Regions from separate parts of the Mus musculus genome. Here region 2 is linked to region 1. Evidence: chromatin contacts called from public promoter capture Hi-C data. All regions are on one chromosome and are shown on one strand. The core of a region is the stretch at or near the end of the contact, and the rest is flanking DNA. Distances in the headings are between cores, read along the strand shown.

The links. Promoter capture Hi-C pulls out the DNA fragments that hold promoters and counts their contacts.
Region 2: a promoter capture Hi-C map of the 3T3-L1 cell line shows a contact between it and region 1, with 3 times the contacts expected there. The contact joins the promoter of Ccdc148 here to the enhancer-like site in region 1. A contact is called at or near these places in 5 of 39 promoter capture datasets (the 3T3-L1 cell line, cranial neural crest, embryonic stem cells and 2 more), 7 of 115 datasets of contacts at active chromatin or transcription factors (astrocytes, bone marrow-derived macrophages, embryonic forebrain and 4 more) and 1 of 9 other capture datasets (adipose tissue).

Annotation. Positions count from the first base shown.
Region 1 is chr2:58,767,608-58,770,402 of GRCm38.p6, forward strand. The region is part of intron 2 of Upp2 (uridine phosphorylase 2); the gene reads left to right. Among named protein-coding and RNA genes, the nearest start is that of Upp2, 14 kb to the left of the region's middle. Within about 2 kb of position 1,389, at least 9 of the 459 cell types and tissues checked have an H3K27ac peak or open chromatin away from gene starts, as enhancers often do.
Region 2 is chr2:59,159,221-59,162,015 of GRCm38.p6, forward strand. It overlaps Ccdc148 (coiled-coil domain containing 148), which reads right to left and starts at 1,463. Exons shown (of 15, transcript NM_001372501.1): 1 at 1,127-1,463. Pkp4 (plakophilin 4) reads left to right here and starts at 1,630. Exons shown (of 22, transcript NM_026361.2): 1 at 1,630-1,908.

The DNA of each region.
Region 1 (2,795 bases), core at 139-2,638:
CATATACAATCCTAAATATTATCTGGTCCTGTCCATGAAATGTTGCTTGTATGTGTGTTTTCGGGGCTGACTATTTGGCACTGGCCAACCAATTAGTGTACTCTTCCCTGAGGAAGAACACCTCTACCCCTCCCAGCTTTCTTTGGTTGATGTGTGTGTGTGTGTGTGTGTGTGTGTGTGTGCTTGAGATCTCATGTGCTTTTCTCCATCCAGTTTTGCATACCCATTGGCGTTGGTCTTATTCAGCTTACATTTGGGCAATTATGCTGGTGAGACTTTATGAGTGCAGTGTCTGATGTTACTAGGTGATACCGTCTCCCAACAAACTCCCTGGTCCTCTGGATCTCACGGACTTCCCCTCTCCTCTTCTACAATGTTCCCTGATCTTTAGATGCATGAATGCTTTGTAGTTGTATCCATGGAGACTGGGCTCCACAACTCTGAATTTTGACTGGTTGTGATTTTCTGTAATGGTCCCCATCTGTTGCAGAGAGGTTTTCTTGATGGGGTTGGAGGTAAAGATTACACTTACCTTTGTTTATAAGGACAAATTTTTATAGATTGTTGTTAGGGATTGTGCTGGTTTAGTAAATTAGTGGTTGTAGATTCTCCTCCAATAACCATGACTTTCCTAGTTCTGAGCAGTTAGCTAGATTTCCAGTCCCATGAGTGTTTTACTCTTGTTGAGTGGGTCTTAAGTCCAATTAGAGAACAATTGGTCACTACCAAGATATGAGTGCCACTATTGCACCCTTAGGGTTACCTTTGCCGTACTGGTCATTAATGTGGTTTATAGACATCATAGCTACATAGGACTGTTGGTTGCCTCCCTCCTTTAGAAGCTTGCAGGATGCCTTCTGGTACCATGCAAGCTCATCTCCAGGTAGGGAGCATTCAGATCAGTTCAAGCTCAGGGGGCTTTGCGCCATGTTTCTGAAATGCATGGTATCTTCAGAATTTTAAGTAACGTGGAAAAATCATTGCTTCATAAAGCTTCATAATATGCCTTTAAATGTTTATAGTCCTTCTTAATACACAAAATGCATAAACCCTATGTTGTAAATTAATGCCATATGGCAAAATCTTTTAAGCTACTGGGGACATTTAAGAGTGAGTTTGTTCTGGAAGTTATTACGCAAAATTCTGAACATTTTTTTTACAGTGCTTCTTATTCCTGCCCAATGCATTTCTACCTTTTTCTGAAAAATTCTAGACAAAGATCATCTTGTTTGGAACATAAATCACAGTCAGTACCACCAGAGATCAATGTTGGCCAGTGGTCTTCAGCTGTGTGTTACTTCTTACTAAAGCAGTCAGGCTGGTCATGGTGTCTACAGGCGATGCTTAGTGAATCTGACTTGGGACTAGTGTCAGGAGCTAAGCTTGCTTCTGTCTACACATGTCTCCAGAAATCTGCAGACACTCTGCCTGATTACTGCAATATCAACAGTTCAAAGCAGAACACAAACTGCAAACTATCCTAACATCTGTTTCAGTTTTATGGTCAATCCGAATGATTGTAATTTAGATGTCCTGGTACCACACAGTGAGGTTATTTTCAATCTCCTGTATTTTGCATATTACAAGGGGCCTGCTTGTACTTAGACCTTGATCTACGCACAGCAAGAAAGTGCTTAACTACTCATAACAAGAAAGGAGCAAAGTCCCCGAAAAATCAACAGTATCTGAAGCTTACCTTAAACATCAGCCTGCCTTGCTGTCTTGTCTCTAGACTTTATGCCTGGCTTCCATTGTTCATTACTACCTTAAGGCCCCATAGAAAAACCTCCTAGAGGATTCCAGAGAAGAGAGCAGTGAGGGTACATGAGAAGCACCGTGCCTAGACAAAAAAAGTATAATTATGTCCTGTGATTGAGAGTGACTGTACGCTGCCCAGGAATTATTGTTAAGTAGAAACAGGATGCTTGGTGAGATCAGACCACCCAATAGTTCTGTTGATCTTTTGCAGGAGGGACACCCACTCAGCAACCTCAGGAATTTCTCCAGACAGCCCCCATGAAGGCCGGTGCTAGCCTTCTTTGGATCTGCTGCCCAATGCTGCCCACATCAGCCAGGCACCACTAAGTATCTTTTTCCCTCCAAGAAAACTTAAGTCAGTTTCATTTTTTTTTCCTGAATCCTGCAACAGAGATGTGGGCTCAAATGCAAGCCAGAGCAGTGTTATCTGATATGAAATGTAGAAGTCTACATACGTGGACACTGAGAACGTACAGGGATCCATGCCTGCACCTGATTAAACTTGAGAGTGGCAGAGATGATGATCTGAAGAATATAATGGTTTCATGTGTTGCTGAGCAAGTGACTTAATCAGAGATGAGCTAGTACTCAAAGCCAAGTGTGCCTACATTCAAATGGCAGCTGCCTAGCACTCCTTGGCTTTTGCTTTCTGTACTTCACTCTATACACACCATATATGCACACCACATACATCACACCATATATACCACACCACATATACCACACCATATATACCACATCACATAAACTACACCACATATACCATACCATATATACTACACCACATATACCACATCACACATACAACTCCACATATACCACTCCACATATACCATATCGCATATGCTACAATACATATACCATATCACATATACCACCCTGTACATTCCACACCATATAGAGCACATCACATATAGCATATCACATATACCACATCTCTTACATCAGACCCATATAGACCACACCACATACATCATACTGTATATACACCATACATGCTGCATCTCTTATAACACACTGCACCATATTTGCACCAT
Region 2 (2,795 bases), core at 213-2,712, 390 kb after region 1:
CCATGAGATATCTTTTCCTCCAACCTTAATGTTTGCTTCTAAAATATTTAAGTGGTACATCCACATGCTCATGCATTTTGTTCTACAGTCCAATCCTGCACGGAACTGTCAATTAAAATCAAGTTTACAATAAGTACCAAGGAGATTCATTTTCCAAGCAAGTTGCCATATTAACATTTCTTAGGCTATATTTTATAGCATAAAAGCCAAAACATGCCACCCAATTAAAATTCAGAATGTAAATTAGATATATAGAGCTTGCATACACAATAATCTGCTTCTCACAACAAAATATTTGTAATGTAAAATTCCTATCAGCTTTCCCCACAAAATATAACAAGGAAAATTAATATCCCTTATTGTGAAGGGAGATAGTATAATATTTTTTTCTTTTTACTAAAGAGGATATTATGAAAATAACAAAGCCACCAAAAGAAGAAACATGAATACATCGGTGGCTATATGCTAGAGTGGTACTATTTTTAAAATATGTTATGAAGCAATATCATGTGTAAAAGTTCCAGATTAATAGCTACCATCTAATTATGAACATCACTCATCAAAAATAATTAGCACGAGCAAACTAGCACAAAATGATTTAAAATGAAAGTAGAGCACTCATTATTAAAGGTCAAGATTTGGGTGCGAATGCTCCCCTGTCCCAATTCATCATTTCCTTACCGATTTTAGTATTAATCTGGAAAACTGCCAGAAAGCAAAAATCCATCATTTGTAATCTATTTTTTTCTTTTTGAGAAATCATTGGGATGAATTCTGGCACTTCTCCAGCCTCAGACAAACTGGGAAGAGCATGCACCTGCCAAGCTCAGCACAGAAAGCACATAGTCCAAGAGGGAGGGGCGGAGGAGAGATCAGACTTGCTGTTTTGGGAAGCAGAGAACTCATTCTGTTGCGGGCTGGTCCTTTAGTACAACCCCACTCAGTTTCCTTACCAAAATACCACGTGCAAGAAATCCTGTTTTCGTTGGGAGGGGTTATAGGCTGGAAGAACCAAAAATCAGAGGAAATGTAGACTCAGGGAAGGGGGAGTGGTTGGAGAAAGAATTCAAGTGACCCTGTGACGTCAGGAAGAAGCAGAGATTTAAGGAATGGAGTGGAAACTCACCGGGCTGCACAGATCTCAAAGGTCAAAATGCATATAGCCTCGCATGCTCCCCAGATGCAGGAAAAATGAAACGCCCACTCCTGAGCTTTCAATGTAAAGTAGAAGTCCGGGGGCTCAGTTGTTTCTGCCTTTGACGCTGGGGACAAGCCCTACCATGCAGAGTCTTGGCAATACTCAAAAGCAAGACCCGCCCGATTTCAGAGCCCTCTCCCGGGAATCCCCTAATACTCCTTCCCCCCACCCCCTCCCGCGCCGGAGGCTACAGACACCTTCATCTTCACTCCCCACCTTCTCCTGGCCCTCTAGCTCTTAACAGCATCGGTCTCCATGGCGACCTGAAACCGCAGCTCCCATTGGCTCGTTCAATATGAGGGCCGGGCCAATGGGGAGGGCCGGCCCTCTCCTTCCGCCCAATGGGGCGGGCGCGGAGCCTGTCTGGGGACGGCAGCGTGCTGACGTTCCCGGGTGCCGGGACTGGCCGGGCGGGCGGGCGGGCTGGCGGCGGGGCGGCGGCCTCTGAGCAGTCTAGAGGGCTCCGGGGCTGAGTGCGCGTGGACGCCGGCCGCGGCGGCGGCACTATGGGCACGGGGTAGAGGCGAGCTGCCGCCGCCACCGGGGTGGTGGGAGAGCCTCTTCGGGGGAGGGGGCGGGAGGGGAGGGAGGGGAGGGCAGCGGCGAGGCTGCCGCACTTCGGCCAGTTTGCTCCGGTGCCGCAGCGGCGACCCTTCGGCGTGGATGTCCCTGGTCCCTGGAGCGACGACGGCCTCCGCCTGAGCTGGAAAGTAAGTGCGCGGGGCTGGCGGGAGGGCTCGGGGCTCTGGGGTGCTAGCTGCCCAGAGCGCGTCGAGCCGGGACCTGGCGGCGGCCAGGCGCCCCCCGCGGCTCCCTGGCTCGGATCTCTCGGTCCCCGCCGCGTGCTCCGCCATCCCGCCCGCCTCTCCCCTCCCCCCGGCGGCGCACAACTTTGCCCCGCACAGCTCGGCGCGGCCGCTTTTCCTCCCGCACCGCGCCACCGCTTCTCGAACTTGAGCCCCGAGGCTCCCGCGCGCCGTCGTGCCCGGGACCGGCCGTCTGTGTGTCCGTCCCTCGCTCCACCGAAGCAACCGCCAGCCGTGCCTCCCACGCTCGCCCGGCGTGTCGCCCGGGCCCCCAGAGCAGCGCTGGTGCCCGTGACGACCGCCCGGAGGGTCCAGGGCTCCCAGCTTGCAGCTGCAAACCGCACGCTCCTCCCTAGCGGGCGCCCCAGCCTTAAGGCTCCAGGCTGCCCTCCCGCGCCGCACTGCCTCCTCGCGCTGCCAGGAGTTAGAGCGAGCAGCTGCACCCAACGGAGGGTCGTGGGTCCCTGTCCCCTCTTACTCCTTGGGAAACGAGAGGGCGAGCGGCGGGACCGGGTTTTGGCGGCATAGTGACTGAGTGCGACACCCGGCGAGCGCGGGCAGCGGAGGCGCCGCGGTTGCTCCGGGCGCCGCGATAGGCAGGTGTGTGCGTCCAACGGGCGACGCGCGCTGCCAGCTTGTAGGCTGGCGACAGATTGTGCTGGAATGCAAGGAATGCACCAGGGACAGAGTCCGCACGGGCCGCGGCCGCACTAGCGCCTTCCCGGCCCTGATCTCGCCGCGTAGCCAGAGGTCACGGCGCATCTTCAGAGCTGGTAAGCCTCGTTCACTCT